Regions from separate parts of the Mus musculus genome. Here regions 1 and 2 are each linked to region 3. The links are chromatin contacts, called in public promoter capture Hi-C maps. All regions are on one chromosome and are shown on one strand. The core of a region is the stretch at or near the end of the contact, and the rest is flanking DNA. Distances in the headings are between cores, read along the strand shown.

Evidence for each region. Promoter capture Hi-C pulls out the DNA fragments that hold promoters and counts their contacts.
Region 1: a promoter capture Hi-C map of embryonic stem cells shows a contact between it and region 3, with 2.8 times the contacts expected there. The contact joins the promoter of C1qtnf1 here to the promoter of BC018473 in region 3. A contact is called at or near these places in 2 of 39 promoter capture datasets (the HPC-7 cell line and embryonic stem cells).
Region 2: a promoter capture Hi-C map of the HPC-7 cell line shows a contact between it and region 3. The contact joins the promoter of Cep295nl here to the promoter of BC018473 in region 3. A contact is called at or near these places in 3 of 39 promoter capture datasets (the HPC-7 cell line, HPC-7-derived erythroid cells, liver and 1 more), 1 of 115 datasets of contacts at active chromatin or transcription factors (pancreatic cancer cells) and 1 of 9 other capture datasets (embryonic stem cells).

Annotation. Positions count from the first base shown.
Region 1 is chr11:118,427,131-118,430,105 of GRCm38.p6, forward strand. It overlaps C1qtnf1 (C1q and tumor necrosis factor related protein 1), which reads left to right and starts at 1,327. Exons shown (of 4, transcript NM_001204129.1): 1 at 1,327-1,438. Gm35598 (a long non-coding RNA gene) reads right to left here and starts at 1,231. Exons shown (of 3, transcript XR_880340.2): 1 at 1,004-1,231.
Region 2 is chr11:118,340,943-118,343,972 of GRCm38.p6, forward strand. Cep295nl (CEP295 N-terminal like) reads right to left here and starts at 1,592. Exons shown (of 3, transcript NM_021440.2): 1 at 1,371-1,592; 2 at 635-731. The region is part of intron 1 of Timp2 (tissue inhibitor of metalloproteinase 2); the gene reads right to left.
Region 3 is chr11:116,750,672-116,753,484 of GRCm38.p6, forward strand. It overlaps BC018473 (cDNA sequence BC018473), which reads left to right and starts at 1,496. Exons shown (of 4, transcript NR_003364.1): 1 at 1,496-1,915. It also overlaps Gm11735.

The sequences.
Region 1 (2,975 bases), core at 77-2,576, 1.7 Mb after region 3:
AAGGGTGGGGAGGGGAGGCAGAGAGGGGAAGGAAAGAGGGAGGGAGAAAAAGAGGAGAGAGGAAGGGGTAAAGGGAGAAAAATGGAGAGAGGGAGAGAAGGGGAAGGGAGAAGGGGGGGAGATGGGGGGAGAGAAAGAGGGAGGAGGGAGAAAGGGGGAGAGGGAGGAGAAAAGAAAGGGGAGAGGAAGAGGGGGAGAAGGGGGGAGAGAGGGGGAGAGGGAGGGGGAGGGAGAAGGCGCTCTCAGAGTCTGATGTCACCAGGGTAGTTTCATATCTCAGTTCAGATCCTCTCTCTTTTAGAGTTGTAATAAGATCCCAGAGCAAGCTTTCTGACTCAGTGTTTGGGGATGGAGGCTAGGAGGGACTGATCTGTAGAAGCCTGGGACATGATCCCCACAGGAGGAGACTCACGAGGGCATGTGTGTAAGATTAAGGAATGTCCAGAGCAGAGTGCTGGCCCAGCACCACACTCCAGGGCTTCACTGGAGGACCTGGACCCTCCAGATGCTGCCTGCCCACCTTTGCCTCATAGGGTTCTCTAGACTCTTAGCAACTGAGTGATCCCCTTCCAATACATACTTGCATGAACACACAACCTGCCATTTTGCTACAAAGGAATCATGGATACCAAATTTACCCTCGGTCCCTGGAGTACAAGTAGCCCTGATGGCAAGGGTCTCAGATGGGACCACTGCTGGGACTCACACACCTAAATCAATGCTCCTACCACCAATTGAGATTCTCTGCCTTTTTGCAGGTCTCTGTCCTGCATGGAATATCCTCGTCCTGGGCTCACAGCCACCTTCACATCTGGAAAGACCTCTAGATAAACAGAAGCGTCCACCTCCATCCCCTTCTAGCCTGTGCCAGCTCCCTGGGGCGTCCAGAAGTAGGGACAGCCAGTCAGCCAGCCAGCCAGCCGGGCACACACACAGTTAATTCTTGGCGGCTGCTGTTTGGATAGAAAGCACTAGGAGCGGTCTAGGCTCCTCCACAACTCACATCTGGCTGGGGTTGGCGCTTTGTATTGGTCCCTCTTTCTTCCTCTCTTCCTCTACTTCTGAGAGAAACCACGTTTCCGTTTCTGGCCAAAGAGACCTTGGAGGCAGCTGAGGAGATAAAGGTGTTGGGACTGCTGTGCCTTGCACCTCCCCCTTTCCTCCTCCTTAAGTGTTTCCCCCTGGGGGACTTTTTTCTCCCTCGGGCTCTCTCTCTCTCTCTCTCTCTCTCTCTCTCTCTCTCTCTCTCTCTCTCTCTCTCTCTCTCTCTCTCTCTCTCCCTCCCTCCCTCTCTCTCTCTCTGCTTTGACACGTCTGTGCTTCCCCTCCTGACCTAGCCTAGAAGGCTCAGCCCCTGGGAGATGCTCTAAGAGACGCCTCCCCGAGAGCCCTGAGAGGCTGGAGGATTTCATTGCACAGCCGGCTCAGCTGGAAGGAGGTAGGTGGCTTGGACAGACCGGGAAGGACTCCCATGCCTCTGAGCTCCGTCTTCGTGGCTTCATCTGGGTGCCCAGGCGTGACTGAGTAGACGCTTTCTCTGGAGTGAGATGTGATGTGGACTTACAGCAAAGGGGCAGACAGAGCAGGGCAGAAGTTTTGGGGACAGCATTGAGTTATTCTTGCTAATTCCCCCTGCACAGATTGGCTGTGCAGAGAGGCAGCTTGTTGGGGCTCCCTGGAGCGTGCAGGGGGCGGGCTCTTTAGCGGGTAGGATGCTGACAGGACCAACTATGCATTCTTCCACTGTTTTGTGGGGTGTCTCTCTTTTACCCGGATGCTCTTTAGAGGGTGTGGAAGGAGAAAGAGCAGCTCTGTTCCCAGCTTGTGCCACCCCATGCCTGTCCGTATCACCTGGGACAGCTAGGATCAGGTCTGTCCCATCTGTCAGTGGTCAGCTGGAACCCCAACACTGAACAGGAAGTGTGGACTCTGGCCCCTTCTTCTAACAGCCTCGCTGTTCCTGGAGGACATCCAGTTTGGGCAGGAAAAAACAAATATCCCTTCTCCTTGGACCTTCCTGGGAAGGAAAAAAGCTGCCTATGGTGCTAAGAGTAGCCCTGAGCTAGGGCTGGCTGCAGACTCTAAGATGCCCCAGGACCTTTGTTCAGCCTGTGTCCACCTAGACTCACAAGTCTGGGCATCTCTGTGGGTGAAGATGTAACTTACAGGTTAACCTGAGTCCCACCCCATCTATTCATGCACCCACCCAGGCTGCTCCCTGCCCTGGAGAGCCTCCTCCCATCCAGCTACTCCTGGCTCCACCCTTGTCTCTGGGAAGGGTGAGAGGGAGCTGCCTCTCCGACTCCTTCTGTTCCTGTGACCTGTTTCTTGGAATGGAGACCACAGAACATGATTCTTCAGCTTTGACAACAGGGTTCGGCATGTGGATCAGACGCAGGGTGTGTAGTGCCTAGCGTGTGAAAGGTCAGGGGTTGCTTCTCCAGTACTGGAAACAGCCACAACCAAATACCAACTTTAATTTTCACGGAATATGTTGGCTCAAGACTGTGAGGCAGAAAGGCTGCGGCTAGCCTGAGCCTAGCCTGAGCCATCCTGAGCCAGACAGCATGGTCTGACAGAGACCATGAGTGAGATGCAGTTTCAAAGTAACCAAAGGAAAATAGAGTGAGATGCAGTTTCAAAGTAACCAAAGGAAAATAGAGTGAGATGCAGTTTCAAAGTAACCAAATGAAAAGGAAAACAACAATGAAAAAAAAAAAAAAAGGAAAAACTGAGAAATGTCATTGGGATCCCCCTGGGAGTGAGTGACGTCCTTAGAAACTGCCGACTCTGCTTTTTATAGTGCAACAACTGTGTGCTGCCTGCACAGGAGTGTGAGAGGAGTTGTGTATTCTCTACCAGGCCCCTCCAGTGCTCACTGGAGAGGAGGGAAACCTGCAGAGGGAACCAGAGGGCTGAGAACAAGGGAACCTCGGTGCCCCCTGTGTCTCACAGCTCTGCCTAAGGACCTACCT
Region 2 (3,030 bases), core at 342-2,841, 1.6 Mb after region 3:
CTGTCTCGATATATACGGAAGCAAGGAAGACACCTGATGTGGGCCTCTGGTGTCACAAAGCCCAACCAACAAATCGAAAGTGTGACAGCCAAGCCCAGTAGCACATGCCTTTAGTCCCAGCACTCAGGAGGCAGAGGCAGCGAGAGTTTTGAGTTCGAGGCCAGCCTGGTCTACAGAGTGAGTTCTAGGACAGCCAGGGCTACACAAAGAAACCCTTTTGGGGGCGGGGCAAGGCGGGGCGGGGCGCAGGGGAGCACATTTAAGTGTTGAAATGGCTAGGAATATACCAGATAATAAGAAATGTATAGATGCTTGAGTAACAACAGCCAGACTAAATGTCAGCAGAGCAAGGGAGAGTCGGACATGCAAAGAGTTTCTTCCCAGATGGTTCTGAGAAAGGAGAGAAGAGGCCAGGAATGCTAGCAAGATCTCAGGACAATGACAAAAGGCAGAAACCTCTGCAGGGCTGGAGGATCTGGGAGGAGGGCAGGTGGTACACTGTGCGCCCAGAGAGAGGTGGTGATCAATGCTATCTCAGCCCCTCATCTGTGAAGTGAGTGACAGCAGTTTCTCCCATCGCTGTGAGGACCACCCAGATGCTCGGCCAGTTATGTGGGGAGAGGGTGGTACTTACGGTATGCGTCTCCAGATGACTGAGCCAGGCCAATGAGGACACATTACAGGGAGGCAAAGGCTGGCCGGGTGAAAGGAGGCACTTTCTATGGAGCTGTCTTAAAATCATTGGGTAGGCAATGAGACACCCATCACTGGAGGCATCCAAGCCAAGCCCAGGTGAAATAAACATCAGAGATGTTTCTAACCCCATTTCTCTATACTCTACGACACAGTACGCGGCCTCATGGCCCGTTTCTGGCCCCTCCTCCCTCAGCTAAGTTCCAGAGAAAGGTCATTCCTAAAGGCGCTGGGCTGCGTTTTTGTTTTTTGTTTTTTTTGAAGTGGTGTCAGAATCTCTCCTGGGGAAGGCGTGGCAAAGTATGTCTTAGCCAAGCTCACAGCCCCTTTCTCACCCAGATTCTGGGGGTGGGGCTACACGCGGACATCTGACCATTCCCCCATGCTCTACCAGGAGAGCAGGGCAGCCAGTTGAGGGGGTGAGGAACAAGCTCAGATCCCCGCAGACAGACCTTGTGGTAAGCTGCCCTCTGACCTCAGGGTTCAGGCATCCACCAATCAAGAGGGGCACTTGTGGCTGATGCAGGTGGGGCCTTACTAAATATAGGGGTGGTGTTCACCACCTTTCCAAGTCCCTAGCCAGCTCAGGGGCACCCAGCTGCCATTCTTAATGTCATGACACCTCCCACTCCTCAGAGCATCTTGTCTTCCCACCCCCAGCCCCCCGCTGTCAGCACCTATTCTTGCTGGTAAGACGGACTTTTAAATCTGCATCAGGTCACGTGGCCTGGTCACACGTTCTCCCCCAACAGCCGGCACAAAAGACCCCCCCTCCCAGCGGAGAAGGGGCAGACACCGCAATCTTGTCCTAAGGTGGTCCAAGTGGGGTTTCAGGGGTCACTGACCCAGGTTAGGTGGAATTACCACTCCCCACCTCTGCCAGCAGCCCTGTCTGCCCTGTCTGGTTAACCAAGGGAGGCTGTTGCCATGGGAACAGCAGAGCTGTGGTGCTGTGACATCACCTCAGGGGTGAGGTCAGATACAGAGACAGGCCAGCCAGAGGACAAGTTTCCAGGTGAGAAAAGCAATCAGAGATTTGTCTCAAGTGGCAGGGACTGTGAGCTTTTTGAAAGCAGTCTGTTTGAAGAGGTGTTGATGAGCAATGTAGAAAGCCTCAGTTCACAGCCACAGCCTGGAGGAGTGCTCCCTCCCCTCAGACTGGCAGCATCACGACCTCCTCAGGCTGTGCTCTCCCACCCCAGCTGTCAGAACATTAAGAGGACAAACATACGTAAAGATCTCAAGGACAGGCGCTTCCCATCCCTCTTCGTGCAGAGACAGCAGCTGGCTGGACTCGGGCAGAGGGTATGGGCTACTTCCCAACAGCTCTGAGAAGCTGACTGAGGCAGGAGAAGAAAGAATCCTAGCTCCGGCTCCTCGTTCATTCTTAAACCTCCTTAGACCTCAAAGCTAGACATCCTTGACTGTGCTGGAGCATCCTCTAAAAGTAAGACCACTGAGGGTTTACTTTGGGGAAGGTGGCTTCGTAAAGAGTCAAGCTTAAAGTTCCTCCTATCGAGGAAAAGTAAAGGGCAGGGCAGGCCGAGCTGTGGAGAACGCAAGATGAGAGGAGCTGAACCTGGAACCAAAGGCTGTGGCCGGATGGAATGAGCCCCTGGAAAAGCCACTGCCCACTGACTTGGACCAGCATATGCGTTATCCCCACACGAGGAACTTTCTCCACGAAAGCCGCCTCTGTTTTTCCGGTCCCCTTTCTCACACTCTTGTGATGGTTTATTTTCTGTGTCAACTTGACTGAACCGGGGAATACTCAGCTGGTTAATGAACTAAGGGACACCCAGCGAGCTGGTAAATGTGGAGGTGTTTCTGCATGGGATTAACTTTGAATCATACTGCTTGGGCTACGGGTGTCCAAGCTTGGGGATCCAGACGATGTCGGGTGTGAATGAATATCTGTTGTCTCCAGCCATCTGGGCTCCTCCTGGTCCCTTGTCCTTTGCTCTCTAGAGACTATCCACCCCCACTCACAGATGAAATCACACCACTGCTTTCTGGTCTGCAGATACCAGTGTGGGCTCTTTCAAACTGTGGGAGCCCCATTCCCACTCCAAAGCCCGGGCCTTCTCTCTGTTGATTCTGTTTCTCTGGAGAACTCACAAACAGAGCCCTGGGGTTGATCTTTCTGTCTCTTTCATCTTCTTCTTCCTGGTCTTACATCAAACCTTCAGCAAGAGAAAAGTCCCTGGAGAGAGGCTTCTAGAATATGCTGGCACTTTTGCCAGGTGGCTCTTTCAGCCTGCCCCAGCAGGCTCAGTGCTCTCGGTTTCCATGATTGTTCTCACTGGGTCTGTTCTGGAATGAAGGTGATGCTGCCAC
Region 3 (2,813 bases), core at 246-2,745:
AGTCTCACAAGTATATACTACCACATCCATGCTGGGACATTGGCTCTTCTCAGCAGTTCTCAAAGGGGCCCAGGGGATGGGTGCGGGGGATGATGGAGGTGGAGTGGATTAGGGGGATAGGGAGGGTGAGGGGCTGAGAGGGTGGAGATGCACTGAGATACACTATACTTCTGCAGCTCCTGTGTCTCCCATTCTCCAGATTCTCTTTCTCAACAACCTCACTCTTGTCTCTCTCCCTTGTTTTGTTTTGTTTTCGGGTTTTGGTTGTTTGTTTTCTCTGGTTTTAGCCTGCACATTGCCTTTCAGGCTCTACTTCTTCACCCATGGTGGGTGACTGGCTGATCCTGAAAGGGGAAGCAAGGTGTGAAAGGCTAGGAGTCTAGGAGACCTCAGTATCTCTGAGCACAATGAATATGACACTGGGGAGACAGCTTCGGTGAGCCAGCTTATTTCATGGTGGAAACAATCGCTATGTAAACCTTTAGAGGATGGGTAGGGATCCTGGGTGAGTGTACATCACTGGGTGTGGCCAGGGTATGCGGGATGACTGATTGGAATAAGAAGAAATTCCAGGCGCTGCAGGACAGGACATTATTAAGGGGAGAATTAGTTTAACCTGGCTACTAGGCTCTATGACCTCCTCTGGGGGGCAAAGGTTGGGGAGCAGGGCTACCTGTGCTGGAATATGCAGGCTCAGAGTGGGGTGGGGCGCAGAGGGGATGACCCGACTCCTGCAAATCTTAGGACGGAATTTCCAGGGTTTCAACATGCCCTGACCCCACTCTTTCTCCAGGGTGTTACCTGCTCCCAGGTTCCACGGCCCTCCAGCCCCACAGCACTCTCTCTGTCGTCCTTTCTCTTTCTCTCTTTCTCCTCTCATGGCCAAGTCCAGCCTACTGTTCATGTTAAATCTACTTCCCGCCTACCCCCCCCCCCCCCCGTGCATTCTACACTCATTCAGATGCCCCTGGCTGTACTCTTTATTATATCTATAACACAAACTTCCTGTTCAACCACACCTTGGAGGGGTGATGTCCTCAGTTCAGATATCACCATGCTCTCTGAAGAGGACCCTGGCTGCCAGTCCTCTCTGCCTTGCACGGGTGTGGAGACCACGCTGAGTTCACAATGAATCTGAAAGACTGCACATGACAGAAGCTTAATGAGACTTTCAGTATCTGTATCCACCGACATTTGCTGAGGCCTCAACACCATTTAAGGTCAAGCTAGGAACACAGATGTGTTTTCTTCCTTCCTTCCTTCCTTCCTTCCTTCCTTCCTTCCTTCCTTCCTTCCTTCCATCATTCCATCATTCCTTTCACTTTTTCTTTCTTTCCCCTGCATTCCAACTGCAAAACCCATGACTAGTAAACTTTGTTGTTGTTGTTGTTTTTTTTTTTTTTTAGCTCAGGCTGTCCTGGACCTCACTCTGTATATCACCCTGGTCTCCAACTCACAGCGATGCGCCCGCCTCTGCCTCCCGGGTGCAGATTAAAGTCTGCACCCCCACCTGGCCTGGAAACCCATTATTAAGAAACCTCCCTGACAGTGTTTCCTCTTGTGTAATCTTAGATGGTCCACCTGCTTGTGAGTTTCCATCTCATGATGCTGTCTTACACACGTTGATTGTGGTTTTTGAGTTCAAAACCTGCTCCCCCAGAAGAGTAAGGGTTGCAGTGGCAGCAGCTGCATCTGTGTTGTATCCCTGACTGCTCAGTTTGCTGTTCAAATCAACAAAGTTTCTCTGGTTAAAGAACAACAACAACAACAACAACTTGGTGTGTTCCTGTTGTTGGATTTTCACCAGACTCTCCGCACCATCGCACACCAACATTTTGGGGGTTTGTCCAGGATCCAGAGCCCTGATACAGAAGTGCAATTTTTTGAATTGGCAACTTCAGGGGAAACACTGGAGGTGAGTCTGGTTTTGATGGGGGAGGGGGGTGTCTCGTTTGTCTGTTTCTTCTATCAGTCCCTTTGTCACATTTAGACATTCTGTGTTTGTTAGTGTCTGGTCTTACATTCATTTCTCTGTTCACTGTCTGTGTCTTCTTGGTCCTGGATTCTAAGACAGAACAGAAGCAATTCGCCACCCAGTCCTCTCTTGAGCTTCTTCATCATTTTAAGGAATTTTAGAAGAAACTTCTCCATCTGGTAATAAAGTCTACCCTGACAATCTTGTGACATTCTGTCATCTCAAACGGCCCACCTTCAGGATAGACTGGTGCCCAGGGGGTACTTTCAATTTAACTGTGGTTTACTGCACACAGGCTGTCAACTTTGCATGATAAGGACATTCTGGCCAAGGCTCCTACTTCAAGGCTTGGTGATGTCTTGTGGAAGAGCTACTTGAATGGCTCAACTCTCTCTTGCTGGAGTCGAGCAGCGCCTCTTAAGTCCTCCCCCTCAGACCCAAGTCTCAGAGGGATGAGAGGGAGATTCCTGGTCTCCCCTCCATGGACAAGGACACACCTCCTCACTAACATTGTCCCCTCCATTGCCCAACCTTTCACACGACTCATGGATCTCTTCCTACTTCTGCTATCCCTGTCGTGGAGCTCCACCTCTAACTCCTTCTTCCCAAGTCCCCATTACACCAGGACCGGTTCCAGATATTGAAGAGATCTTAGTGAGGAAGACCACTTCTGGCAGAGTCCCCACCTTAACTCTATGTAAGGTGTGGACACTCCCCATGGCCCCGAGATGAGGACCCTCCCATGGGCCCCGAGATGAGGACCCTTTCATGGTTTAAAACAGCCTCTTGACCTCTATCCTCAAAGAATCTGAATCCTTCTTTTTCAGAGAAACTCCAG